Linked DNA regions of Mus musculus: regions 1, 2, 3, 4, 5 and 7 are each linked to region 6. Evidence: chromatin contacts called from public promoter capture Hi-C data. All regions are on one chromosome and are shown on one strand. The core of a region is the stretch at or near the end of the contact, and the rest is flanking DNA. Distances in the headings are between cores, read along the strand shown. Region 1 holds the start of Ago4 (argonaute RISC catalytic subunit 4). Region 2 holds the start of Adprhl2 (ADP-ribosylhydrolase like 2). Region 3 holds the start of Ago3 (argonaute RISC catalytic subunit 3). Region 4 holds the start of Trappc3 (trafficking protein particle complex 3). Region 5 holds the start of Sh3d21 (SH3 domain containing 21). Region 6 holds the start of Tmem35b (transmembrane protein 35B). Region 7 holds the start of Ago1 (argonaute RISC catalytic subunit 1).

The links. Promoter capture Hi-C pulls out the DNA fragments that hold promoters and counts their contacts. Capture Hi-C pulls out chosen DNA fragments and counts their contacts.
Region 1: a contact with region 6 is called in a promoter capture Hi-C map of hippocampal neurons, with 2.4 times the contacts expected there. The contact joins the promoter of Ago4 here to the promoter of Tmem35b in region 6. A contact is called at or near these places in 7 of 39 promoter capture datasets (the 3T3-L1 cell line, cranial neural crest, hippocampal neurons and 3 more).
Region 2: a promoter capture Hi-C map of liver shows a contact between it and region 6, with 5 times the contacts expected there. The contact joins the promoter of Adprhl2 here to the promoter of Tmem35b in region 6. A contact is called at or near these places in 5 of 39 promoter capture datasets (cranial neural crest, hippocampal neurons, liver and 1 more).
Region 3: a promoter capture Hi-C map of adipose tissue shows a contact between it and region 6, with 2.3 times the contacts expected there. The contact joins the promoter of Ago3 here to the promoter of Tmem35b in region 6. A contact is called at or near these places in 3 of 39 promoter capture datasets (the C10 cell line, hippocampal neurons and liver) and 1 of 9 other capture datasets (adipose tissue).
Region 4: a promoter capture Hi-C map of pre-B cells shows a contact between it and region 6, with 3 times the contacts expected there. The contact joins the promoter of Trappc3 here to the promoter of Tmem35b in region 6. A contact is called at or near these places in 4 of 39 promoter capture datasets (the C10 cell line, liver and pre-B cells) and 1 of 115 datasets of contacts at active chromatin or transcription factors (bone marrow-derived macrophages).
Region 5: a contact with region 6 is called in a promoter capture Hi-C map of liver, with 2.7 times the contacts expected there. The contact joins the promoter of Sh3d21 here to the promoter of Tmem35b in region 6. A contact is called at or near these places in 3 of 39 promoter capture datasets (liver and pre-B cells).
Region 7: a contact with region 6 is called in a promoter capture Hi-C map of liver, with 2.2 times the contacts expected there. The contact joins the promoter of Ago1 here to the promoter of Tmem35b in region 6. A contact is called at or near these places in 3 of 39 promoter capture datasets (the C10 cell line, liver and pre-B cells), 1 of 484 Hi-C or Micro-C datasets (embryonic stem cells), 2 of 115 datasets of contacts at active chromatin or transcription factors (embryonic stem cells and large pre-B cells) and 2 of 9 other capture datasets (adipose tissue and liver).

Annotation. Positions count from the first base shown.
Region 1 is chr4:126,531,505-126,535,210 of GRCm38.p6, reverse strand. Ago4 (argonaute RISC catalytic subunit 4) reads left to right here and starts at 1,753. Exons shown (of 18, transcript NM_153177.3): 1 at 1,753-2,026. The coding sequence starts at 2,008.
Region 2 is chr4:126,319,868-126,323,121 of GRCm38.p6, reverse strand. It overlaps Adprhl2 (ADP-ribosylhydrolase like 2), which reads left to right and starts at 1,419. Exons shown (of 6, transcript NM_133883.2): 1 at 1,419-1,680. The coding sequence starts at 1,452. Tekt2 (tektin 2) reads left to right here. Exons shown (of 11, transcript NM_001357262.1): 8 at 1-2; 9 at 159-302; 10 at 471-550; 11 at 703-1,001. The coding sequence ends at 916.
Region 3 is chr4:126,427,632-126,431,038 of GRCm38.p6, reverse strand. Ago3 (argonaute RISC catalytic subunit 3) reads left to right here and starts at 1,497. Exons shown (of 19, transcript NM_153402.2): 1 at 1,497-1,771. The coding sequence starts at 1,753.
Region 4 is chr4:126,260,723-126,264,243 of GRCm38.p6, reverse strand. Trappc3 (trafficking protein particle complex 3) reads right to left here and starts at 1,839. Exons shown (of 5, transcript NM_013718.2): 1 at 1,707-1,839. The coding sequence starts at 1,748.
Region 5 is chr4:126,161,503-126,165,127 of GRCm38.p6, reverse strand. It overlaps Sh3d21 (SH3 domain containing 21), which reads left to right and starts at 1,787. Exons shown (of 16, transcript NM_001162533.1): 1 at 1,787-1,903; 2 at 2,005-2,162; 3 at 2,263-2,326; 4 at 2,557-2,675; 5 at 2,862-2,952; 6 at 3,105-3,160; 7 at 3,348-3,393; 8 at 3,505-3,605. The coding sequence starts at 1,900. Thrap3 (thyroid hormone receptor associated protein 3) reads left to right here. Exons shown (of 12, transcript NM_001356455.1): 12 at 1-1,046.
Region 6 is chr4:127,124,487-127,127,782 of GRCm38.p6, reverse strand. It overlaps Tmem35b (transmembrane protein 35B), which reads right to left and starts at 1,740. Exons shown (of 3, transcript NM_001099319.2): 1 at 1,590-1,740. The coding sequence starts at 1,694.
Region 7 is chr4:126,466,311-126,470,023 of GRCm38.p6, reverse strand. Ago1 (argonaute RISC catalytic subunit 1) reads left to right here and starts at 1,441. Exons shown (of 19, transcript NM_153403.3): 1 at 1,441-1,627. The coding sequence starts at 1,603.

The DNA.
Region 1 (3,706 bases), core at 504-3,003, 590 kb after region 6:
GTTTTTCTTTTCCTTTTAGTTATACACCAGTTTTTCTTTTCTTTTCTTTTCTTTTCTTTTCTTTTCTTTTCTTTTCTTTCTTTCTTTCTTCCTTCCTTTCTTTCTCTCTCTCTCTCTCTTTCTTTCTTTCTTTCTTTCTCTGTGTGTGTGTGTATGTATGTGTGTGGATTTGTATGTGTGTGTGCATACATGTGTATGTGTATGTGCAGGTATGTGATGTGTGTGTGGTGTATGCATGTGCATGTGTAAGTGTGTGGTGTGTATTTATGTGTGTATGTGGTATGTATATATCTGTGTGTGTATCTGTGTGTGTATGTATGTGTATGTACTGTATGTGTGTGTATGTACAGTGAGCTCCAGTGATCTGCCTGTCTTTGTCTCCTCTGTCTCACTCTGCAGTCCTGGCTGTCCTAGAAGTCACTACATAAGTAAACCGAATTGGCTCTGAACTGCCTCAGTCTCCCTAGTGCTGAGATTAAAGGCTACACTGGGCTGGAGTCTCTTAAAACATGGATTGCCTTAAATTCTTTGGTAGCAAAGGCTGGCCTTGAACTCTCCAACTTCCTACTCAGGCTGTCAATGTTATAAAGTACCTTTACCCACTGAGCCATCTTCCTTATAAGAAAAAGAAGTTGGGGGCTGTAGAGATGGCTTTAGTGGTTAAGGGTACCTCATACTCTTGCAGAGGCCCCAGGTTTGATTCTCAGCCCCTACACAGCTTACATTATCTGTAATCCTGTTTCGAGGGGATTCGATTTGGTCTTCTGGTCTCCGGAGGCACCAGGCACAAACACATGCATGCAGGCAAAAAATACTCATACACATAAATTAATTAAAACCAACCAAACAAAAAGGAGCGGTTTGAATAGAAGTTACCATGGGAAGACCGTGTGATAGCACAAGAAGATAGATTTCTACAACCGAAGGAGAAAAATCACACCCCCTGCCCCAACTCGCCTTGATTTTATTAGACTGTCGGTGTGCAAAACTGAGAGAAAACGCATTTCTATTGCACTAAGCTGAGGTACCCAATGGTGGGCCCCAGCAAACTAGAATGAGAGTGTTGTGCCTTTTTAACTAATAGACTGCCGTTGCCCGTTTAGTTGACCAGACAGCCTATGGTCCTGTCTTAACTGGAAGTCCTGAATGGAAACTTTAAGGACACTTGACTCGCTGAGCTACCTGCTGCCTTGGTGACATGTTGACCAGTCTTGGGACCCAGAACAGAACCTGCTTTCCCTGCACAGGGAAGGAAGGTGACTGGATATGTGGTGTCCGGGGTGAGGGTGGGGGTGGAGTAGGAGGAATGACTGAAGGTGACTGAAGGACCGATTGTGCCTGAAGTGTCCAGGGGTCATCTCTGGTGGTGGTGGAGCGATGGAGGACAGGTTCCTAAGGTGAGTCTCAGGACGAAGTGGAGGGCTGCTGCCTGTGGGTCATCAAGGACTGGAATCCAGCTCTTTCGATGGCGACTTGGAGGAAGGTTGCCAGAATGGGGACCGGCGGAGCGGCGTGCGGGACCGCAGGCGAGCGGGCCCGCTGGTGGAAGGGCGGGCGGGCGCGCGCCTGACGCGTCCTCTGGGCTCGGCCCCCCGGGCGCGCGCCCGTCCCTGCCGCACCCCGCCCCCTGCCTCGGTCAGGCTCGCTGGACCCCGCGCGTGCGGGGCCGCGCACGCCCCCTTCGCTAGCCGGGACCCGGGACCGCAGGCGCCTGGCGCCCCCGCCCCGCCCGGCGGGCGCGCGCCGCCTCCCGCTCCCGTTCCAGCTGGCGGCGGCGGCGGCAGCGGCCGGGATTGTTTTTGTTGTCGCTGAGGCCGGAAGAGCCGTGACAGAGTCGGGTCCCTGTCCCCGGACTGGGCGCCGCCGCCGCCCCCTGCCCGCCCCCGGCCCGCGTCTTCGCGGCGCCGCTTCAGCGCCAATATTCCAGAGAGCAAGCGTTACGCGGCTCCGGCGGGGCCCGGAGCGGGAGGCGCTGGGGACCGGAGCGAGGCGGCCCCCGTCGCCGCCATGGAGGCGCTGGGACCCGGTGAGGAGCGCGCTCGGACCAGGGTCAGACCTGGGGCTCGGGAGGGCAGACAGACCGGCGGAAGGGACTGTCGCTGCCCGACCGCCGCTCGCGGACCCGGCTGCCGGCTGCCAGGCCCCGGGAAGGAAGGGGTCCCATGCCCTCGTCCCTGGGGGGCGGGGACCACGCCCCAGCTGAAGACTCTAGGTCTATTCGGGACCCGTCTAAGGGAGGGAGGCTCAAGAGGTGACCCGAGTTCCCCGGGGTAGGGCAGACCTGTTCGGACCTTAGATCTCTGTCCACGGTCGCCGCGAGGCTAGTTGGGGCCTCAAATGGGACCGTGTGTCTGGGGCACGCCGAGGCCCGGCCCAAACCTGGAAGGCCTTCTACCTTCTGTCAAGGGTTTTCTTGGTGTGGGGCAGAATCCCTGTTTTCTTTTGCACTGGCATCTGGTTCCTCAGATGAGGAGGAGAGACCCACTCACTCATGTCCCTGAAAGCCAAAGGGAGAAATGTCCGTTCTTTTTCCAAAACTCTGAAGTTTGGTATCTGTCAGTTTGTCAGTCCCAGAGTGCTCTGGAATGACAATCCAATACTCTCCAGCAAGGGCATCAATGCCCTGCCTTCCCTTTTAATTGGGTTATCAGAGGCTGTTAAAATCAAACGAAAAAGTGTTTTTGAAACTGTGATTCTTTGCTGGTTATGGGTGGCCCCTGGTTCTCTCGCTCTCTGCTCCAACCCAAGGAAGCTTTCCAAACTCTCACGAATACTCTTCGTTTGGAGCCTTGTGCTCCTGTCTCAAGCCCTACAACAGGTTGCTAATGGCTTGGCTAAGTAGGGCAAGGTTTAGGGGCAGTGATGGAATTAGTTTTCATATTCAAACCTTGTCTACATAGTAGACTTAGTTGTATGTTTTTAAAATTCATAGAAAATTAGGTTTATTGTTTGCATTTGGAAATTTTGCAGGTTTGTTAACTTGGAACATATTTACATAACTGAGCGATTAAATCCTATCTTTATTTGCTGCTTAAGGTTTTCTTAAAAAGCCCACATAGTCAAATGTCATAAGCCTTCAAAAAATAAATCGGCTTAGCTGGGCATGGTGGCATATGCTCATAATGCAAACAGTTCTGGGGTGGAGGCAGGGAGCTCCAGAGTTCAAGGCCAGTCTCAGTTACAAAGTGAGTTTGAGGTAGGCCTGGGCTACTTGAGACCCTGATTATAAAATAAACAAACAGGTTTGAGCCTGCTGTAGTGGTGCATACTTATAATCTCAGCATTTGGAAGGCTGAGGAGGAGTAAGAGTTTGAAGATAGTTTGGACTACATAGACTGTTTCTAAAGGGAAAAAACCACATTGGTTTGTTACAGATTGTCAAATATATTGTTATATATATTTGATAAACCTCAGCATATTATGCTGTTATTTCAGACATGTTCCTATAGATAAAGGGATGCTTATGGCTTTGGGACTGTACCAAACTTCTATTCAAAACTAATATAGTAATTTCATACTTGGATTACCCCCCAACCCCCACCTCCACTTCCCCACAACTTACTTATGTTGAACTTCGGTTTCCTCTTCTCTAAGACAAGGCTAATGTGCTATAAGACTGACAGTGTGAGAATGAAAGCTGACGTTTGTGCAAAGTCCTGTCAAGTTCAGTACAGATGTTCGACAAATGTTTCTTTTTTTCTGTCCC
Region 2 (3,254 bases), core at 170-2,669, 800 kb after region 6:
ATGTGAGTGTCACCACCACCCCCTTACCCTCCCCCAACCCCACCACCCTGCCTTTCCCACCATGCTGTGAGGCAGGGCATAAGGAACCCTGCCCTGAAGCTTCAGTTGGGAGCCCTAGTGTGAGTCTTGCCGGTGGAGAACAGTAATGTCTGCCACAGACCTTAGAAGAGATAGCCGAGCTGCAGGGAGACATTCGGCGCCTGGAGGAGGACCTGCGTAGAAAGATGATGAACTTGAAGCTTGCACATACCCGGCTGGAGTCCAGAACCTACCGGTCCAATGTGGAGCTCTGCCGGGACCAGGTACAAGGGGCCCCGGTGGGGACCACCCCTGTCTGCTAAGGAGACCTCAGTATTACCCCTCTTCGCACGTTTCTTGTGGAACAAGCATTCTGGTCCAAGGCAGTTATGCGACCAGCTGAAGGGTCTTGCGGCTGAACTGAAAACCCCATCCTGCCCCTCTGTCTTCAGACACAGTATGGCCTCATTGATGAAGTCCACCAGTTAGAGGCAACCATCAATACCATGAAGCAGAAGCTGGCCCAAACACAGTAGGTTTAGAGAGTGGGCAGGAATAGTGGGGGGCACTGCTCAACCATGGGGCCGTAGTGCCTGCTGGTCTCTCTGGGCTTTATGCTGGTGAGATGTCCTGGCCCCTGCAGCCTGATGTAGGGCTCTGAGCTCCCGATGCTTTGCGTTACAGGAACGCTTTGGATGCCCTGTTCAAGCACCTGGCCCGGATACAGGCTGATATCGCGTGCAAGACCAACACCCTGCTCTTGGACACCAAGTGTATGGACACCCGACGCAAGCTGACGGTGCCGGCTGAGAAATTTGTGCCCCAGGTGGACACCTTCACGCGCACGACAAACCGCACACTGAGTCCACTCAAAATCTGCCAGCTGGAGCTAACCTAGGCTTTGGCGGCTGAGGGAAGACACAAGATTGGTGGGAGGGGGGAGTAGTGAGGGGACAGTAAAATAATAAAAATGGAGTTCTCAAGCCAGGCTCTTTTCTGCTACCCCATGAGAGTGGCTGACCGAGTGAGACAGTCCACTTGAGCGATGGAGTCGCCTAGACTTCATAGGGGTCGAGTCCAAAGCGACTCCAGAAGGAATACGGGTGTAAAGATACAGGTGATCGCCCGCGGGCAGCAGTGGCTTTGAGTGGGCAACATTCTTGTTCAGGTGCTTTTCAAAGGGTCCTCCGCGGGATTTTAGGGAGCTGTCGGCCGCATTTGTGGTGCCATTTACAAATGAGAAGGTAGGGAGCGCCAAAGCGAAGCGTGCGAGTACTTATGGGGCGCTGAGACTCCCAGCCGTTGAGTGGCGCTGTGGGGTAGGACGTAGGCTGAGACTCCGGGCCACAAGGGGGCGCTGTGGGGCCGCGGGGAAGAGACGACCAAAGAGGCGGCAGCATCGATGCCGGAAGTGGCGACTAGTCCGCGCGCGGATGGCGGTGGCTGCGGCGGCAGCAGCTACAGCGATGTCGGCGGCGGGGGGCGGCGGGGCAAGTGCGGCCCGCTCCATCTCGCGCTTCCGAGGTTGCCTGGCGGGCGCGCTGCTGGGAGATTGCGTGGGCGCTGTCTACGAGGCACACGATACCGTCAGCCTGGCATCAGTCCTGAGTCACGTCGAGAGCCTGGAGCCGGACCCGGGCACGCCGGGCAGCGCGCGGACAGGTGGGCGGGGCACCACCGATCGGGTCCCCACCCCTGGGCGAGGGGACCGAGACTCGGGGGCGCGCGCGCAGACTAGGCTGCCGAGGTGGAGGCTCCTGCGGCGAGCTCCCACGAAGTCACGAGGCTGAAGGCCCCTGGATCGAATCGGTTTGCTCCAGCTCTCCGTGGTTGTAGGTCTCCAGCCATGACCACATTCAGAGCGCAGGCCTCGCCTAAAACCTTGGCTAGAGCCAGTTCCCGCGTGGCCAGTTCCGTCGTGACCAGCTTTCTCAAACTGCTGGCCCGATGTGGGCGTCGGCGAGGGCTGTCCCTAGCCTGTTAAGACATGTCCCTTCCTTTCGCTTGCAAACGCAGCTTGTCCTCAGATTCCAGGTCAGATGTCAGTAGAAGACTTGGTTCTTCTTGAAGAGCATGTAACATAGTAGAAGGGGGCCGTCGTCAGAACCCCAGAGGACTCCACGAGTTAAGAGGCATTTAGAGGTAGGGGAAGGAGCGAGGAAGGACGGGGTGTGCCGAGAAGTAGGAAGGATGGTAACAAAACCAGAGGAAAGAATTTCAAGACTAGGACACTGGTGTGTTACAGAAAAGTCAGGGTAGTCTGGACCCAGAAAACCATGTCGAGTTGGTCGAGAACATGGAAAACGGGTGTTAAAGGAAGCAGAGATAAGACAAATTTTATTTCATTATGGTTTGGTAAGATGGAAAAAAAAAAGGTGTGTTTTAGGTTGAGTGGTAGTTGGGACCCTGTGGCTGCAGGAAACACATTTTAAGAGGGTCTGAGTGGAAAGAACTGACAGAGTCCAAAGGAAGTTCTGGCCTCCAGCAGTGCTAAGTCCAGGAGTTCAACTCCTAACTAGCTTGCTTGGTTCCTCTTGGCCTTGAGTTTCCCTTTGGGGGGAGCTCACTTTGGCAGTCTCCTTTTCCTACAGTATGGTCCCAGTAACACTGCAGAAGAGGTTCTCCTTGGGGCTGGAGAGATGGCTCTGCAGTTAAGAGCACTAACTGCTCTTCTAGAGGTCCTGAGTTCAAATCCCAGCAACCACATGGTGGCTCACAACCACCTGCAGTGGGATCTGATGCCCTTTTGGGGGTGTCTGAAGACAGCTACAGTGTACTTACATATAACAAATAAATAAATCTTTAAAAAAAGAGAGAGAGAACGAGAGAGATTCTCCTTTGCTCCAACTCTACGAACATTGCAACTTGAGTCTGGAGCCCAGTCCTACATAAGGGACTGGCAATAAGAGATGGATGCCTTCAAGTTGCCGTCTAACTAGGCAGGAGGTCAGTCCTCCAGCTAGGACTAAAGAAGAACGGCTCCCTCAGGAAGACCAGGGCACAGAGCAAAAGGAGGGAGGACACACAGTGCCCCCTCACTCACAGACATGTGCTGAGCATATAGAGAGAAGGGCAAAGAGCAACACCTGACCCCAGTGAGCGAGGGTGACCTTTACCTATGACCAGGCTGGCAAAGACTAGGAATGTGTTTACAGCTATGAACGTGGGACACAGGGGCCACCTGAGAAGAGGGGAAATGGAGTTTGAACAACAAGGAGGGAGTGGACTGGCTATCT
Region 3 (3,407 bases), core at 248-2,747, 700 kb after region 6:
ATGAATCAGTGGTTATGATCACTGGCTGTTCTTCCAGAGAACCTAAGTGCTTCCCAGCACCCAGGATGGCTCACAACTGTTTGAACAGTTCTCAGGAATCTGCCACCCTCTTCTTGCCTCCAAGACACCAGAAGTGCAGAGACCAGACACCACCACACACATTTGAAAACAAATAAAAGCATGCTGTTTGTCACCACACCATGTTTTTCTGGAAGCTAGTTGAGCTTGCATTCATTCAAAGAACTAGTTCCAGAATCAAGAGATTGGGGGTAGGATAGGTCCTTCCACAAGTCTGAGATTTAGTTCTTATGGCTTAGGTCAATATGGATTGTATATAATCAGAGCTTGAACATGACTTTTAAGATGTGCTCATTCATCTGAGGATGTGATATTTTAAAAGTGATAAGAGTATTTCTTTTCAGTCAACAGGAAGAGAGGCAGAATTGGTGTGCTAGATGTGGCTTGGAGTCACTTCCATGTATTAAATGTTTATTATGTAGTCAGCATATTTATTAAGTACCTCAAAATTGTAACTATTGTAAATATTTTTGTTACTAACATTTGGGAGGTTTTTGTTTTTTGTTTTCCTTTCAGTTTTTCTGATGAGGAAACTAAAGTCCAAAGATAAAGTGACTAATCCAAAAACCCAAAACGGGGAGGGAAGGGATCGTGAAAATAAAATCTTTCTCAATTCTCTTTTTTAAAAAAGAAATATATGTCAAAACATTACTGGTTCATTGGGACACGGGGAAAAATACTGAATCATTGCTAAGCTTGCATGAAGTATCTGGTTTCACGAAGCCAAGTATTTTTAAAAGACGGACTATTTGCCGGATAATGAGCTGGGTCTAGTCTCCCAAAGGTTCCAAGTCAGCAGAAAAGCACCAGACTGGATCGGATCGGGGAAACTGGAGGCTGACCAATTTAGCTGTAAAAGTCTCGAGTCCCAAGGAAGAGAAGGTTTAGCAGGTGTTTAAACACCGGAAGGTCGTTTAGGTTCCTCAACGTATTGGGAGACTGTTTAAACATAAACGTAATTCCATCTGGTATACATGGAACATCCCGTTTCTTGTTCATCCGTTTAAAAACTATATTGAACTTGTGGTCACCGCCTAGTGCACGTGCTCCAAGCGGGTGTGGCAGACGGAGCTGGGAGGGAGGATGCCCTTGGCTGGTCACCCGCCACTCTCAGGTAGGATGTACCTCAGGTAAGCTCCGCGGGCAGGCAGCGATGTCGCCTCAAGCAGCGGTCCTCACCCGGGAGGCTGGCACGGGGAAAGCTGGCCTCTCGCTCGGGATTGTCGCCGTCAGGCACAGCGGGTGCAGGGCGACCGCCCATCCGCGGCTCCGCCCCAGCCAGGCACCGGCTCACCCGCCCACAGATCCCCAGACCTTGTTGCTCCCGCAAGGCTCTGGCTCCAGGCGAGCTGCCGACCCGGAGGGAGAGCGGGGCGGGATCCGGAGAGCGGAAGTGACGCGAGCGGGCTTCCGGGGGCGACCGGGAAAAGCGAGCGGCTGCGGCGGCGGGGCGGCTGGCGGGTCGGGAAGCTGCACGCGTCAGCATCTGTGGGCGACGCAAGTTCCGGACCTGGTTCCAGCGTCCTCACTCAGGACTGTCGCCGCTCTTACCTCGCTGCAGGCTGTCTGTCTCTCCCGACTGTGCCTCTTGTGCCCGGAGCTTTCCGAGGGCGTCCGCTCCTCGCCTCTGTGGTGGCACCCTTCTCTCGTGAAGCACTCCCCCCAGCTCCATGAATGGAAATCGGCTCCGCAGGTGAGGCGAGCTGCGGGACAGGGCAGGTGGGGTCGTTACCCCGATGTTGTCCCCTGAGCATCCTTGTTCCTTCCACTTCAGGTGCTGTCAGCGCACATAGTGAGGGAGTTGCGGGCTTTCAGGCCCGATGCGGGTGTCCTCTCCACAGCCCAGGGACCTACACTCTTGGGGTCATTGAGTTGGCGAAACTACAAGGAGGGCTTAAGTTTGGAGTTCTGTAGGTGATGACATCCCCCTAGAGTGCTTTCCCCTGAGAATGGAGAGAAGTTTGCCCTTGCTTTTGGAATTCTTGTTGGAAATATAAAGGGCGCGCTTGTCCTTTAACCGGGTCGTGTGTCCCATGGATGCAGAACAAGTCAGGCATAACCCTTATCTACCTATTAGTGTAGTTTGAGGATACTCTGAGATAATCAATGATTACGTTTCTAATTGGTGCTCGGGCGACGTCAGATGCAAGATGGCATTGCTCCCACCCCTGGTTCTCAGTGTCTGAGTGTGTAGTTTCTGAGGAGCTCGGAGATGTCCTGTCGCTCTGGACCACTGCTTACTAGAAGGCAGAGCTTCAGGATGCTGACACTATTTCCCCTCTATTTTCTATTCCCTGCACAGGAAATCTGGAATTTAGGATTTGTCTCTTGAGGAAAAAAAAAAAAAAAAAAAAAAGAGGTCTTGAGAAAGGAAGCCGGCCTGGATAGTGCTTGTCTTTAAAAAGGAAAAAGTAGTCAGCGATTCTAAAGTAGTTGATAGAGTAACATGAAATAGGTGTTACATAACGGCCTGCTGGCCCAGCAGTCACCCTGTTCTCCAGTTTGAAAGTTCTCTCCATCCACAAGATCAGTAATATATTGTTTTCATATATTTGGGGGATTGCCTTGTTATTATGTCCTAGCAAGTCACTGAATTTCATATCTCATCTTGCCAATTTGAAAGGTCCCCAAATATAAGAGAAAAAAAAAAACCCAAAACTAAAACTAGCAACATAGAAGGCCTTCAAATCAGTTCAGGGCATAATTGTCGAAGGGATACAAAAAGGCATTTCCTTTATTATGTGGAATTTCTTTCTACTCAGTGTCTACCATTTTTTCCCTTTCTATGTTCCATTTTTTTTCTCATATTTTCTTAACAGTGAAATATGTCTAGGCTGTGAAGTTTTGGACTCTTATTATCAATATGTGTGTTTCCAGACTGTATTTTCTATGCTTTAAAAGTTTACATTCTGTCTGTACTGCTTTTACTTTATAAGATAATCTGATTATTTCCAGCTCTCTGATTTTTACATAGCTACCCTGTTGCCAAGCCTGGAAAACTAAATATGACATTTAAGGTTGTGTTAATCATCTACCTAAAACTTTTGAAGAGCTTTCCCCCAAATTGAGTATTTTCCCTATTTGGGCTTTTTATGTGAAAATATTGACATGTGTTGATTATTTGTGATATAGGGCCAACTACTCAGTTGATACAATTAGCTAAGCCTGACTCAGTAAAATGTACCTTTTCTTTTTGGGTGTTGTTTTGATAAAATATAGAGCAGTTGATGTCTTCCCATCAGGGAAGGTATAGTTAAGATTTATTAACTAGTTTGGCAATGGTGGCTCACACCTCGGTCCCAACATTCAGGAGGCAGAGATGGTTCAAT
Region 4 (3,521 bases), core at 590-3,089, 860 kb after region 6:
AGAAATCTCCCCCATCGTGTGTATGTGTGTGTGTGCATGCTCGGTCCCCTAAAACTGATTCTTAACTTACCATCCCCAGAGTATGCTGAGGCCCACACAAATCCCTGGAAAATACAAACAAATGTGTGTATATGAAATGTGTGTATATGATGTCGGGTTTTTGCATTTTGTGTTTGCGGTGCTAGGATCCAACTCAGCTTTGATCACTGAGTTCGTGTTTGTGTAATTTAATATTTGTGTAGAGATGAATCATTGCTGTCATTGTGTCTTGAAAGTGGTCCGAGGGTTATAAAGAACCAGCCTAGGGACTTGGAGATTTAGGTCAGTGGTAGAGCGCTTGCCTAGCAAGCACAAGGCTCTGGGTTAGAGTCTCAGCTCTGGGGGTGGGGTGGGGTGGGGTGGGGAAGAACCAGCCTGGAATAACAGGGATTCCACCTGTGCTGGCTGTTCCTGGTATAAGACACAAAGTCTAATCATACTGAATCATACTGTCCAGAGTGGAGTACATAGGTTTCCAGATCTAGTCAGCAGGCAGGCAACCTCGGATTGGTCCCGCTGTTTTTTGAAGTCTGAATTCAGAGTATCCTGCATATGCATCCTACCACTGAGTTACCTCCCAAACCTGATGTGAGCCCCACACCCCACGTCCCCAACACTCTGTGTGTTAAAAATAGTTTCAAGTAGTAGCTTCAAGTAGCCTACGCTGGCCTCCATCTTATCTCGGGCTAAGGACAACCCTGAATTCCTGACCCTTTTTCTCTACCATCCGAGGGCTGGGATTACAGGCATGCATGAGCAAGCTTAGTTTACGTGGTGCTGGGAATTCAACTCAGGGCCTTGTGCATGCTAAGCAGACACTCTACCAACTGGAGCTACAGTTCCGCTCCCAGATGTTCAGTTTGAAACTCCAAAGCAAAGGCACAGCATGGGCAGTTCTGCAAAAGAATACACTAAAAACAAACAAACAAACAAACAAAAAACACTTGACAAGAAAGCCTCTTTCCTTGGGATTCGGAGAAAATTGATATCCACCTGACTCTCCAGACCCAGTCCAGCCCAGCCCAGCCTTTTGGGATTATATCCTGTCCCACTACTCCCAGGTTAGGGAAGGAACCACAGTTATCCTCTCAACCATTACAGGGGCCACTGAATACTTAGGCCGGCTCACTCCTTAATGTTAGATGGCAAGTCCCCTTCTGACAAGACCACTGTCTAAGTCTCACAATGCCTAAAGCATAGTGAAAAGCTGAAATATTCACTGTAGAAATGGAGGGGCATGGGTTTAAATCCTAACTCTTCCGAAGTGTAAATCTGGATGTCCCATAAACTTCACTGAGCTGTAAAACGCCATAACATTATCCACCTAGAAGAGGTTACCTTGTGATAATGACATAATGGAAGCAATAGCCTAGCACCAAACGCACAGTAAGAGATCAGTAAATGGTTGGTACTGTTATTGATTACCGTCGCTGTTGTTGGTTTAGCACTCGACCCCGAGAGACCTGGGTGTAGCGGGCGGAGGGGCAACTCAGGGGTCCCCCCAAGCTGCCCCAGCGCCGGACGCCTAGGGAATGACCCACACTGGGACTTCCCCATCCCACAGCTCACAGCAGGACTCATTTGACAATCACTTGGAGCGCCAGCACCAGGCCCCTTCCCAGGAAGCTTCGATTCCGCCCGGCCCGCCGGGTCACGCGCTCAGTTACCATTTTCTTGCTCTCCGTGCCACGGTTCGCCTGCCTCGACATGGTGCCCACCGTTCAGTGCCGCCTCACCTCACCTCCTCACAACCCAGATCCCAGACCCCGGGAGTCGCCGATTCAACCCAGCCGCGGCCCCTCAGCGTCTAGGACTGACCGGCCCCTCCTCACTGCGCCTGCGCGGTGTGGCGCAGAGGACCCCGGGACTTGTGGTTCGGCTGACCAAAGTCAGACTACAGCATCCGGCAGTTCTACCCGGAAGTCCCACCCGTGATTCAGCTCGAGCTGCAGCTCCGGAATGCTACCAGCGCCCGGGTGGCTGCACCATTATGGCCGCTAGGTGGCATCCGCACCTTGTGGTAGTCCTACATTGTCCACAGAGTGTCCTTATTTTCCTCCCCCACGACTGGCACTGTGATGTTCTGCAAATTCTTCTCTCTCCCAGACTGGTCTTGGAAAGTCCCTATTTCGAACTGTTTTCTGTTGCTGCAGATCAGCTCCAGAAGCGCCCAGGATGTCCTGAAAAACTAGCGATGGCTCACACAGAGGTCTAAAGTTCATTATAAAAAGTTTGCATGACCACATATTCTATGTCAGGATAGTTAACGGCTTTCTCTTTCAACTGCCATCTGTTCCCAAACCCCAAACACAGCCAAGCCCTGCATCCTTACACTTGTGGCCTTTTTAACAAATCCAAATCACTTACCGTCCCTTCTCTAGAACAGCTACCCTGCCTAGTTCCCAGAAAAACCAAGATGCCGGCTGTGGTGGCACTCAGTGCCGAGTTCTAATCCCAGGCTTGCCATCTGAGGCCAGATGCTGAAGTTCTTTCAGTTGCTGTAAATATTAATGAGACATGAGCACAGATCGTGGGCACAGAAAAGGCACAGAGGAAATGTGATTCCCTTCGAGCTACACTATCAAGACAGTCCAACAGATCCAAACACAGCCCAACAATCGTTGAGGAATGTGCTAGCTGACCAAACCCTTCTTACCCTTCACAGAGGCAAAGCCCTGTCATCACTGACCACAGCCCTTTGGATTTGGCTCCGGCCGTCTCTCCTTAGTGGTCAGCCCTGTGGGCACTGTGCTTGGAATTCAGGTCTCCTCGCTTCAGCCTGCTTGTCTGTCTCTGCAGCAACTATATACTGTTGTGTACCACCCGGCCTTCACCATGACAACTGCTCTGTCCAGATACTGAGCCAGCTAGGCTAGGAGAAGGCTGGAGGGGGGCAAGGGTTTCTCCCAGTCTTTCCCTGAGGTTATAGGACCAATCATTATTATAGCCTTCTCCCTGTAGTACAGACATTCCGGGGCCTCCCTAGAGGCAGAGATCCCTGACTCTCCATCCTGTGGCACGACCTCAGGAGGCTGCATGAGGGTCTCTAGAAGGGAGCAGAAGAAGAAGACAGAAGTCTGTAGCCTTGGGAGAGTAGCAGTGAGGCTAGTCCAGAGCCTCCTTCATTCCCAGGAGAGGGGACAGCTGAGGTGAAAACAGCAGTTGGCCAGCCTGTCAGTCGGTCTGGGCTCCTCCCTGCCGGCTGCCTTGGCTGCCCACAGAAACCTGAGTCACAGTCACAGGCAGCCGCCTGACCCCACCCAGCCTGCTGTCAGGCAGGGCGGTTCTGGACAGACTGGAGGTGGAGCCTCTCCTTGACTTCTCACGGACTCATTATCCCCCCTCTCTGCCTCTGATTCCCGAACTTGGCCCTGCCTTTTCTTTGGGACAGTTCTCCGAGTCATCAGTTTTGAATTAAGGGTGGGGGCGGGGCACATGTATTGATCTGTAAGGTCTCATCCTTGCTCAGACTGCAACCTGAA
Region 5 (3,625 bases), core at 538-3,037, 960 kb after region 6:
TGCTGATGCTTGGACTTTGTTTTGGTTTTGTTGTCCCACCCCCACTCCCACCCCAATTAGAAACCAAGTTTTCTTCATTGCATTTCATTTGGAACTAAATGGGAATTTGGTTTTCAGTCTCTTCCTGTCCTGAGTTTTATTAAGAAATCCTTTTTTCTTTTTCTTCTTTTTAGGGGATATATAGTAATATTAGTGTAAAGATTTTAATTTGGGCAACTTTGACTCTTAAGAGAAAACAAAGCATGTGAATAAAAATTGAAGTGTTCACCTCAGTTTGGGACCAAACTGCTTGGATCTTGTACAAACCGGTTTTGTATGTTGAGGAGGAGTTTAAGGCCTTTCTGACCACCTCGTGTTCCCCTTTCTACACAGCCATGTATCCCGTGGAGTTGCTCCCAGCCTCCCCATGCACCCTGCTCTGTCTCATTTCTCCTGGGCTGGGCTTCCCATTCTCCACCAGCAGCTCCAGTGTCCCAACCTTTGTAGTCCTGCTGGTCTTCAGCAAGAGGAGTGGAAACTGGAGGGCAGTTTCTGGACGGTTTTCTAAGAAACTTCTGAATTCTATTATCTTTACAAATACAAGATGAGAAAATAATTTTTTCAATATTTTTTATTAATCTTTTTATAAAATGAAAAGAAACGCCTATGATTAAGGATGGTGGTTATGGCTGGGTGGTCTGTGGGGTTGTGTGTTTTTGGGTTTTTCCTTTTTTTTTTCTCTTTAACCTTACGTTTTGGGTTGAAACATTTTCAGATGTTGGGGGGCATCCTCATTAAAGGGTCCTTGTGCTTGCCTTCCGGGGCAGCGGTCCCCAGCAGGTGAACCGCTGCCTGCGCGCATCTGTTGGACGCCGACTGCACCCTCCTCCCTCCCCAGCCTTCGCTCTTGGGTTGTTGTGCATACTTCCCTTTACTTTGCTAATTTCAATAGTTATGTTGGTTTTACTTGAATGATTCATGTTTAGGGGAGAACAAAAAAACACCCTTAAATTTTTGTTTCAACTCCTCCTGCAAATAAAAACAATAAATGAAGTGGCAGATGTAAACGGACTGTGTTTGTTGCTTGTGTGAGTGACCCTGGGTTAATAGGTCCCATAGAATATACCATAGTTTTCGTCTCTGGGAAGAAGGACTTCTTGTTCTCAGTGGAGGCTGTGCATTCTGTGTTTTTGACTCCTCCAAGAACCAAACCTAGCTACCATGCCAGAAGTCAGGACTTTGGCTTCCTTGGTGCTGGGGCAGGGGTCAAGGCTGCAGTGAGCTGGCTCGGCCTTTATATGTTAACCCACAAGGAAGAGGTGAGCCTAGCCCAACTGGTAAACTGGGTGGACCCTAACCTTCAGACTCTTGCCAGCCCTTATTAAAAGTTGATTCTTGCTGCCTTTCCCCAAGGAGAATCTGCAGTAGTTATCAGAAATCCAACTAGGCCCCCAAGTGAGTCGAAGCTTCAGGGGGGGTTGAAGTTTGGAATATACCCGCCATAGCTTTTCAGAGACAGGAGCTAGTATCTCTATCTGGGGCCACTTTCCCAGGAATGGCCCCACCCTGGTATGTACCTCTTCCACCTTCCCCTGCAGCTAAGAACTTGCAAGCCAGAAGAGGGTGGGCCAGGAAATGTTATAAAAGACATAGAGTCTGGCCTAGGTTGGGAGACTTGGCTAAAGTAGAGCTCTTGGGGAAGCTGTTACCCCAGCCCTGGGCTGAGACCCTGGACTCCTCCTTCAAGAATTGGGGCCCAACCTGCTGAGCCAGGCCGCCCACTCCTACTACCTGGATCCTGACCTATGACTCGAGTCTCCGCCTCATCCACATCCAGTCTACCGCCTGGCGGCTTCGCCCGCCCTCCGAGCACCCAATGCCCAGCCTGACGGTCAGGCTGCGCAGGGAGCCCCAGAAGTCATGGGTATGTGTGTGGGGGTTCGGGGTGGGTTCTTCTAAACACTTTCCGAAGGGCAAAGTCCACGGACGTCCCCACAGCCTTTCTTAGCTCGCTTCCGCCCGTAGAGGTCCTGGTCCTGGCCAGATACCGAGCGCAGACGGAGGACGAGCTGAGTCTGGCTCCGGGGGACGTGATCCGGCAGGTGTGCGCGGGGCCCGCTCGGGGCTGGCTGCTTGGGGAGTTGCGGGGCCGCCGCGGTCGCTTCCCCAAGCGCCTGGTGCAGGTGAGGCCTGGTACGGGTATGGCTGCGCGGGGGAGCAGGAGCGGCCCTGGCCTCAGCCTCGGGCCTTGTGCCTAGTGCCGCCCCTATGTGATTTTCCCAGGAGATTCCGGAGGCCCTGCGGGGCGTCACCGAGTCCAGACCGCGCTTTCCGCGCCGTAGTCGCCGTGAGTCGGGCGCTGGGCCGGCGGGTGGGGCCTCACTGCCCGCGTGGAACATGACGGCTGTGGGTGGGGCACCCGCGGCTATTTTGCAGCCCCCTGATTGGCTTGAAGTACAATGCTCCGCTCGAGGGCGGGGCCTGAAGCTACTAAAGGGAGTTCTGGGGTCCAACTCTTCCCCAGTGCTGCAGACGGGGCTCCCTGCTCAGAGCTGCTTCCCTGCTTGTCTGGCCTAGGTCACCCCATCAACTCTCGGGACCCCCAAAGATGGTGCAGAGTGAACTTCAACTACAGCCCAGAGCAGGCAGACGAGCTGACGCTTCAAACTGGGGAGATTTTGGAAGTGATAAAGGAGGTGAGGGGTCCTGGGGGCACTTGGGGAGATGCTGCAGCTATTCACACAGAAGAAAGTGAAGTAAGGGTGGGGGCGATGGGAAGGGAGGCAGCTGGGGAGGATGTAGTCCTTGGGTAGAACCAAGGATGGACACCTCAGTTACTCTTGGACAGAACCAGATGCTCCCGCATCCTTCCCCTTCCCCAGATTGAGGACGGCTGGTGGCTGGGAGAGAAGAACGGGCAGTTGGGAGCCTTCCCATCCAACTTTGTGGAATTGCTGGACAGTGGGCCCCCAAGTGAGACCGTGACCCTGTGATCCCCTGGGACCAGACTCAGCAATCTTCAGCGATCTTCCCAGTGACCCTCCTGACCTCGTGACCCCTTTGGCCCCCTCCCTTGACCTAGCTAAATTAGCACCTCCCTAACACCATCGATTCTTCTTCTGCAGGCCTTGGAAATACAGACATACCGCCAATTACCCCAAATTCACAGAGGCCTCCTAAGGTAAATTGGGTCATGGTGGGCACAGCCAGCGAATTCTTTCCCCCCTGCCCCCAGAGCTGAGGATTGAACCCAGGGCCTTGGGCTTGCTAGGCAAGCGCTCTACCACTGAGCTAAATCTCCAACTCCCAGCGAATTCTTAAAATGGCTTGACACTTGTCTCATTCCCCCCTTTCTCTGCCCCCAATAGTTGAGCAACTTGACATATGACAGCCCTCCAGACTACCTGCGGACAGGTGAGCCCTCCCTCGGTACCAGATCTATGTGGGAGGTGAACTGGCTAGGTTGTTGGAGGGAGTCACTGGCTGCGGAGGGAAGGGCTACACACTAGAGTGACCTTCTTTTAGTCTCCTGCCCTGAGACCTGCAGGGTCCTATTTGACTACCAACCCGAGGCCCCAGATGAGCTGGCACTGCAGAAGGGGGACCTGGTGAAAGTTCTGAGAAAGGTATGAGAGGATTAGGAGTT
Region 6 (3,296 bases), core at 491-2,990:
TCAGAAAATGCAGTGCCTGAAGGCACCACCGAGACCTCCTCTGCCTATAACCGGCTCCCTTAACAAAACTGCTACAAGTAGTTTAAGAGCCCGGTAAGGAGGGGCTGACCTTGACCTATAGGGCTGGCTTTTGGAATTAGGAACAGACGTGCCCGTGTGAAAAAGGGCTTCAGGTGTAGTCGGTTTTATGTCCTAACCAGACCTCTCCATAGATGATAACCCAGCTCAAATCCCAGAAGAAGGGAGCAGGGCTTGGCTTTCCCATCTAGGGCCAGGGCCTAGGAAGGGCTACAGATTCTCTTTGTGCCAGGTCTAGTTTCTCTTCTCTCTGAATATCTGCAGGTGGGATGGATAGACTCCTTAGAGAATGACTGACACTTTCCATCTTCTATGCAGGTCCTGATTCTACTGTGGCAGACACAAGGAACAGCTGAGGGGGTGTAACACACCCTACTCAGACCCTTCCCTGGGCCTGCTCCACCCTCAGGACTGTTTCCTGTGGTCCAACAGCAGCCCTGCCTGTCCTACTCTGGCTTCCAAGGAGGGAGCTCCATACTGTCACCTACAGAGCTGCTCCAGAACCCCACAGCTGAATTGAAAGGGGGAAAAAAAGCACGGATTTTAAATTTACACTTTTATGCTGGGCTACAGTGACAGCTATCCTGGAGTGTATGTGGTCCAAGGGCCGCACATGAGACACACCTGCAGAGAGTTTAAGCTGTTTGGCTTTTACCATATCTATCCTAAAGAACCCACCATCTTAGGGAAGAAGAAAGAAGAAAAGAGGAGGAGGAGGGGAGGAGAGGAGGGGAAGAAGAAAGAGGAAAGGAAGAAGAAAAAAGGAGGAAGGGAGGAGAGGAGGAGGAGGAAAAGGAGAAGAAAATCGTAGTAGTACCCAGGCTTGGGAGGTGGCAACAGGGGTCTTCCACAGAGCCTGGCTTCTCTGAGGGTCTGGAAACTGCTGGTAGACCCTCTCGGGATAAGGAACTACAGTCAGTGACTTCTATGCTTCTGTCCCAGGCTGCGTGGGACACTGAGGAGTCTAGTTAGATTGGTCTACTTTGAGCCTTGCTTGAATAGCTGTGTAATGTTTTGGTAAATTACATTTTACCATCATGACTAGTTTCAAGCTTAAAAAAGATTTCTAAGGTAGGTAAGCCGTTAATCCCAGTAGTCTGGAGGTTGGGGTAGGTGGATCTCTGCAAGTTCGAGGCCAGCCACTACACTGAGTGAGCTCCGGGCCAGCCAGCCAGAGGGACACATTCAGAAGACCAGCTCAAACAAACAAACAAAAACCAAATAAAGTAAAATTCTGCCTCCCCAACCTGGAACAATGGGTTGGTGGATGTGGGGTGGAGAGGGGTGCTAGGTCACTTTTTCACTTTGTCTTCCTGGACCTCCTGAGTCCCATCACTTCTCCAACTCTAAATCGGCCTGGGGACAACATGCTCAGCCAGCAGTTAAGTCCCGTGCCCTCCCACCTGGAGAAGGTGTAGAAAATAGGAGGAAAGGCCCAGGCGGCCTCGAGCCCGAAGGCATGAAGCCCCCGGGAACCGAGCACACACTGTCCTTCCCCGGGTGCCGCTCACCATCTGTTGTGACACGGGGGCCGAGACCTGAAAGAGCTTGGCAGCCCCGGTGAGCGCGAAGAAGACGCCAAGCAGAACCCGCAACACGCCTACCCTGAACGACATAGCAGCGCCCGCCTTCCTGGACGACTCTTCCTCCCTACCGGAAGACTACAGTCGGTCCGGCCCGCCCACCCGGTTACGCCCAACTTTCAGCCCCGCCCACTGATGGCCACCTCCGCTAAGACCCGCCCACTGAGGCCTTTCCTTACAGGCTGTACTCATTGTGGAGGGTGCGGAGTATCGGGTGTGTGTCCACGCGATCTGGCCTTCAAACCCACCCGTGCTAGAGGAATCTGACACCACCCAACTCCCTGAGTGTCTCTGGGTCTGCAGCTGTATGGAAGTTGCACAATGGCCTTCAGAAAGTTACTAGAAAATCAGTGAACCCTACAATTAATGAGCAATAAAGCAGTAACTGTAAGTTTTTCTGGTCCACCTATGCCTAAAATACCTGCCCCTCCCATTGCTCAACCAAAAGAAAAATGAGAAAGATATTTAAAGAATCCCTTACTTGGTTGCACTGGCAAACAGAGGACCAATTTTTTCCGGTTGTCGAGTTTTTTAACACACACCCATAAGGAAAATAATAACATTCTAGAAATGATTAAGCAATGTTCAAGGAATTTTCACAACAATTGAAAATTATATAAAACTAACACCTCGGGGTACAAGGGTGAAAGTGTTGACCTGCATCCATTTGTATACCATCTATGGCTGAGCCACTGAATACTATCTGACCTTTCATGAAAGCTGGCTACTGCCACGCATGATGTGCCTGTAATTCCCCAACTAGTGAGGATAAGGCCTGAGGACTGCCCAGAGTTGAATGAACTTCACAGCAAGAACTAGGCTAGTGAGGACTATATCGCAAAGGCCAGTCTCAAAATAAAATAAAATAAAATAATTCCCAAGCCCTGGTCTATGGGTCCAAAAGAAGCCCTATGGTCTCAAACCCTCCCACTGTTCATGCTTACTGGCCACGTACTTGGATCTGCTTCCATCTACATAACTCTCGGAGGGCTGGCGATATGGCTGGTGACTAAAACTGCTCATGTTTTTAAAGTGCACATGCCTACTTGGTCATGCAGGAAGGTACTGGTTGCTGGCCTAACTTAACTCTGTTTTGTCACTTTTTTTCCCCTGAGTCACTTTCTCCTGTGATAGATAACCTTGGAAAGACAAAACTCACCCAAAAGCATAATGACAGTGAAGAAGCAAAGCCAGCTCCAAGCAGCAGCGAGTCTGGCAGAGCAGACCAGGCCTTAAATGGGGCAAATGCCACAGTGATGAGGCTAAAACCAAACTGCTCCCTAAAGTGGGAACCATTTGCAAAACTAGAACTGAAAGAACCATCAATCAGACGACTGTCCTTACCAAGAAGTCCGACTGTCAGGCGCCCAACCCTCCACTGTTCCCTTTTCCTGTGATATTTCAGAGTCCCAGTTAGTCCTTCAAACTAAGGTGGCATTGTGTCCCAGCAGTCAGGAAGCAGAGGTAGTCAGATCTCTGAGTTCTAAGCTAGCCTGGTTGACATGAGTTCCAGGATAGCTAGGGCTATACAGAGAGGCCCTGTCTCAAACAAAACAAAACAAAAACTGCTGAGGTGGGTGGGGTCAATGAATCACAATTTGTTCTTCCCAGCCCAGTCTTGCTCTGCCCTTCACT
Region 7 (3,713 bases), core at 192-2,691, 660 kb after region 6:
GATCTATATAACAAGTCTCAGGCCAGCCAAGAGCACATAGTGAGACCCTGTCTCAAAAAAATGTGTGTGTGTGTGTGTGTGTGCGTGCGTTTGTGTGTGTGTGTGTGTGTGTGTGTGTGTGTAAGTTACGTTTGAGCTGGGTCTCTCTGTAATTACCCCATCAGTGCAGCAGACCAAATGAGAAGGTTATGTGAGACGATCAAGGAATTAGCTGTGGTGCTTCTGGCAAGGTAAGAAAAGGGTACCCACACTAGAGACTATGAGAATGACAGGGAATGCTTTGAGAGCACTTCATAAGGTAAGCATGTCAAGACACAGTTGAATATAGCAAATAGACAAGGGAGACAGGAGCTGATATTTTTGGCATGGAGATGCAGTTCACTGAGACAGGACAAATATATGTATTTTGTAGGGGAAAAAGAAAGGGTTAGGTTTGGACTTAAGTTTGAATTGTTAGATCCAGCTGGAGCTGTCCAGCAGACAGTAGGAAATATGAAGCTGCAACATGGTAACGTATAGATATTTGGGCATTAAAAGTGGATGAAGCTGTGAAGAGGCAAGGGGAGAGTAGAATATAAAATTCAGGTCACTACAGTGAACAAAACAAGAGGAGCCACTGAAGAAAGCTCTTCAGGACAGACATTAGGAGACTTAAGAAAATGTGAAAGCCAAGGAAAGTCTTTTTTTTTTTTAATTTTTAAGAAGAGATATAGTTTCAGATGCTGCAGGGAAATAATAGGAAATTAGCCTTTGGGGTTTGACACAAAACGTCATTAAGAGATTTGGTAGGAGCAAACGTTCTGCAGACGAAAAAGTGGAGGCAGGTGCTTCCTGCAGATAGAGAGCTCTGTCAGTGTCAAAACTGTTACACCGGCCAGAATAGGCAAGGTTTCTAACACATTTGTGGTCTCAGCGCCAGGCACGCAGCCTGGAAGGGTGGGTGGCATTAATGAGATCAGCGACTAGGGACACAGAAAGACTGACTTAGCAGAGGCAGTCAAGACTTAAGGGTGAGGGTGATTGGGAGAGGTGGGAGGCAGGGCCTTTGAGTGATTGGGTGTTGGAGGGGGAGAGGGTCGGGGAATGGGTGGGAGCCAGGCTCTGTGTTGATAGCGGGGCTGTGGATAGGTTTCCAGAGATCTGTTTAGGGAAAAGACAGGGCCCCAGGCTGCAGCCGGGGAAGGGGTGTCGCCCAGCCCCTCCCCTCTTACGCCACTGCGCGGCTCCGCCACTGGAGCCCTCCCGCCAGGCTGCACGGCTACGAGTGGCCGCCAGAGGCCGCTGCACGGTCCCCGCGCCCCCGCCCCTCTCCATTGGCCTTTGTTGCCGTCGAGCGCCCCGCTTGACTCGTTCCCGTCCGCCCCATGGGCCCATCGGTCGCGCCTGCGCACTGGCAGCTACTCGGGCGCTAGCAGGGGGAGCTGCTGCAGGCTCCGCGGCGGCGGCAACGGAGGCTGCGGGGGCGACAGCGCGAGCGGCCGGGCTTCGGGGGGGAGCCGAGCCCGGCCCGGGAGCCCGAGCAGTGCAAGTGCGAGGTACCTAGGCCCCTCACGCTGGACTCCTCAGTCTCCCGGCCGCCTGTCCTCCGCACGGGTATATGGGATGGAAGCGGGACCCTCGGGAGCAGGTAAGGGCCCTCGGGGACTGGGAGCAGTGTGTATTCCAAAGCCCTATAGGCTCTCGCGGCATAGAGCATGGTTGCAGAGTGAGGAGAGGGGCTCTCAGGGGATGGGGGGCCCATTTTGAAGGGGGTTGTATGCAGTTCCGGCTGAGAACCATGTGAAGATCTGAGACCCGGGCTGTTTGTCCTAGGAAGCAGTATACTGTCCCGAGGGTGAGAAGTAACCTGGGAGAAGGGCCTGAATGCACGGTGTCCTTCCGTGAGGTCTGGGGAGGCCTATGGGGAGGCCCGGCAGGTGGCAGGGGGGCGGGCTCCAGGTGTCCTGGAGAGGAGGGGGGCGACACAGATGGGCCTGGAACTACCGCCTGTCGGGGGGCGGGGGCTCGGCCGTGCTGGGCTGGGCTAAGCTAATGTCTCTGGGGAGTAGGCGCCGGGGCTGGCCTCTGAGCTCCGCCCAGCTGGGCCTGAAGCGGGGGTGAGGGTCAGGGGGCGGTGGGTGGGGATTTAGACCAGGGATTTCCCCCCTTAGATTGGGGACTTGAGTGGTGGCGCGGGAGCATGCGCGGAGGTACCAGCCTGAAGGGCTGCCCTATGTGGTGGGGGCGTGGCTGTTGGAGTATCCCTCCTGTGCCCCTGGGTTTAGGAGGAGTGTGCAGTCTCGCAGATTCTGTTTGCGTAGTACAAATGGGAATTGCCTTCTGTCTTGGGGGAAGGGTGGGGGGCGGTCTCTGACACTTGGTCCTTAAACCCCGGAGTAGCAGTTTGTCAAAGAAAGGGTCGAGGTCAACTGCCAGAGTGCATTTTCTGCTGCATGAGGATGGACGGGGACCAAAGCCTTGCTTTATGAGCTACTTCTCTCAGAAGATAGGCCTTAGGAAAGTGTTGGTCACTGAGAAACTAGGCCCACATGTTTTTCAAGTTTCTAGACCACTCCTGAGAAGAGATGGGAGCTTTTAATCTGAAGATAGTGCCCTCCTTTTCCATGAATTGACTCTATATCACAATATAATCTCTCTATATACCTGTGCCTCCTGTTTCCTAGTGGATCTTTTCCCACGTCAGGAGCATGTCATTAGACTCAAAGCTGCCAAGCTTGTCTGCCTGATAGAAACAAGTTGTTAGGCAGACACACTGGTGGCGCACGCCTTTAATCCCAGCGCTGGGGAGGCAGAGGCAGGCAGATGAATGAATTCAAGGTCAGCCTTGTCTACAGAGCGAGTCCCAGGACAGTGTCTCCAAAAAACAAACAAACAAACAAACAAAAACAACAACAACAAAAAGAAAACCAAAGAGGGGAGAGAAGAGGGAGAGAGAGAAGAAAAAAGAAGCAAGATGTTGGGGGTGGGGCAGCATTGACCTGATAATAGCTCTAACTTACTTTTCCTATTTAGAGGATACACACACACACACACACAAGGAGGAACTGATCTGTAATGTGTACTGATTGTATTTTCCCAAACACAGATAGCCTTGTTAGGTAGAGTGTAAATCCTTATTTTCTAGGTTGGAAACTACTACCAACAAACCCGGGGACTATAGAGTAGGACCCACGTCCAGACAGACTGACGAAAGCTTATGTCCTGAATTGCTAATGGTTTTATCCTGACGAGTGTCTGATGGGTTCTGGGGTGATGAAGAAAGGGGGCTTGTTTGTTACAGGACAGAAGGAAGCTGCCAGGTGAAGGGCTGGAGAACTGGAGTCAGCTGGATCATTGGGAAAATGCTAGTGGCGTCATCAAAAGACGGAATTAAAATTCAGGCTGGGAACTCTGATGGAGGGACCCCATAGCTGTTTCCTTCTGGGGCTGGACTGCTGTTCTTTTGGAAGGTGCTGGAGTATTCTGAGAAGACTCAAAACACTGTTGCTCACGTCCAGATGTGCCTTCAGTGAACTGGTGTGTTCGGGCATGGCCTGGCCTGAGAGTGCCTTGAGGGTAGAGGTGCTGTCCGACTTATCTGTGTGACAGTGCAGCAGTTGCTTGGCGTCTGGAGGGCCTGACACAGAGAGCATGTTTATTAATTGACTCAGATCATTCAAGTGTGAGCATATGGTTAAACTCATGTGCCTATTCTGTAATTTGTGTCTATGCAT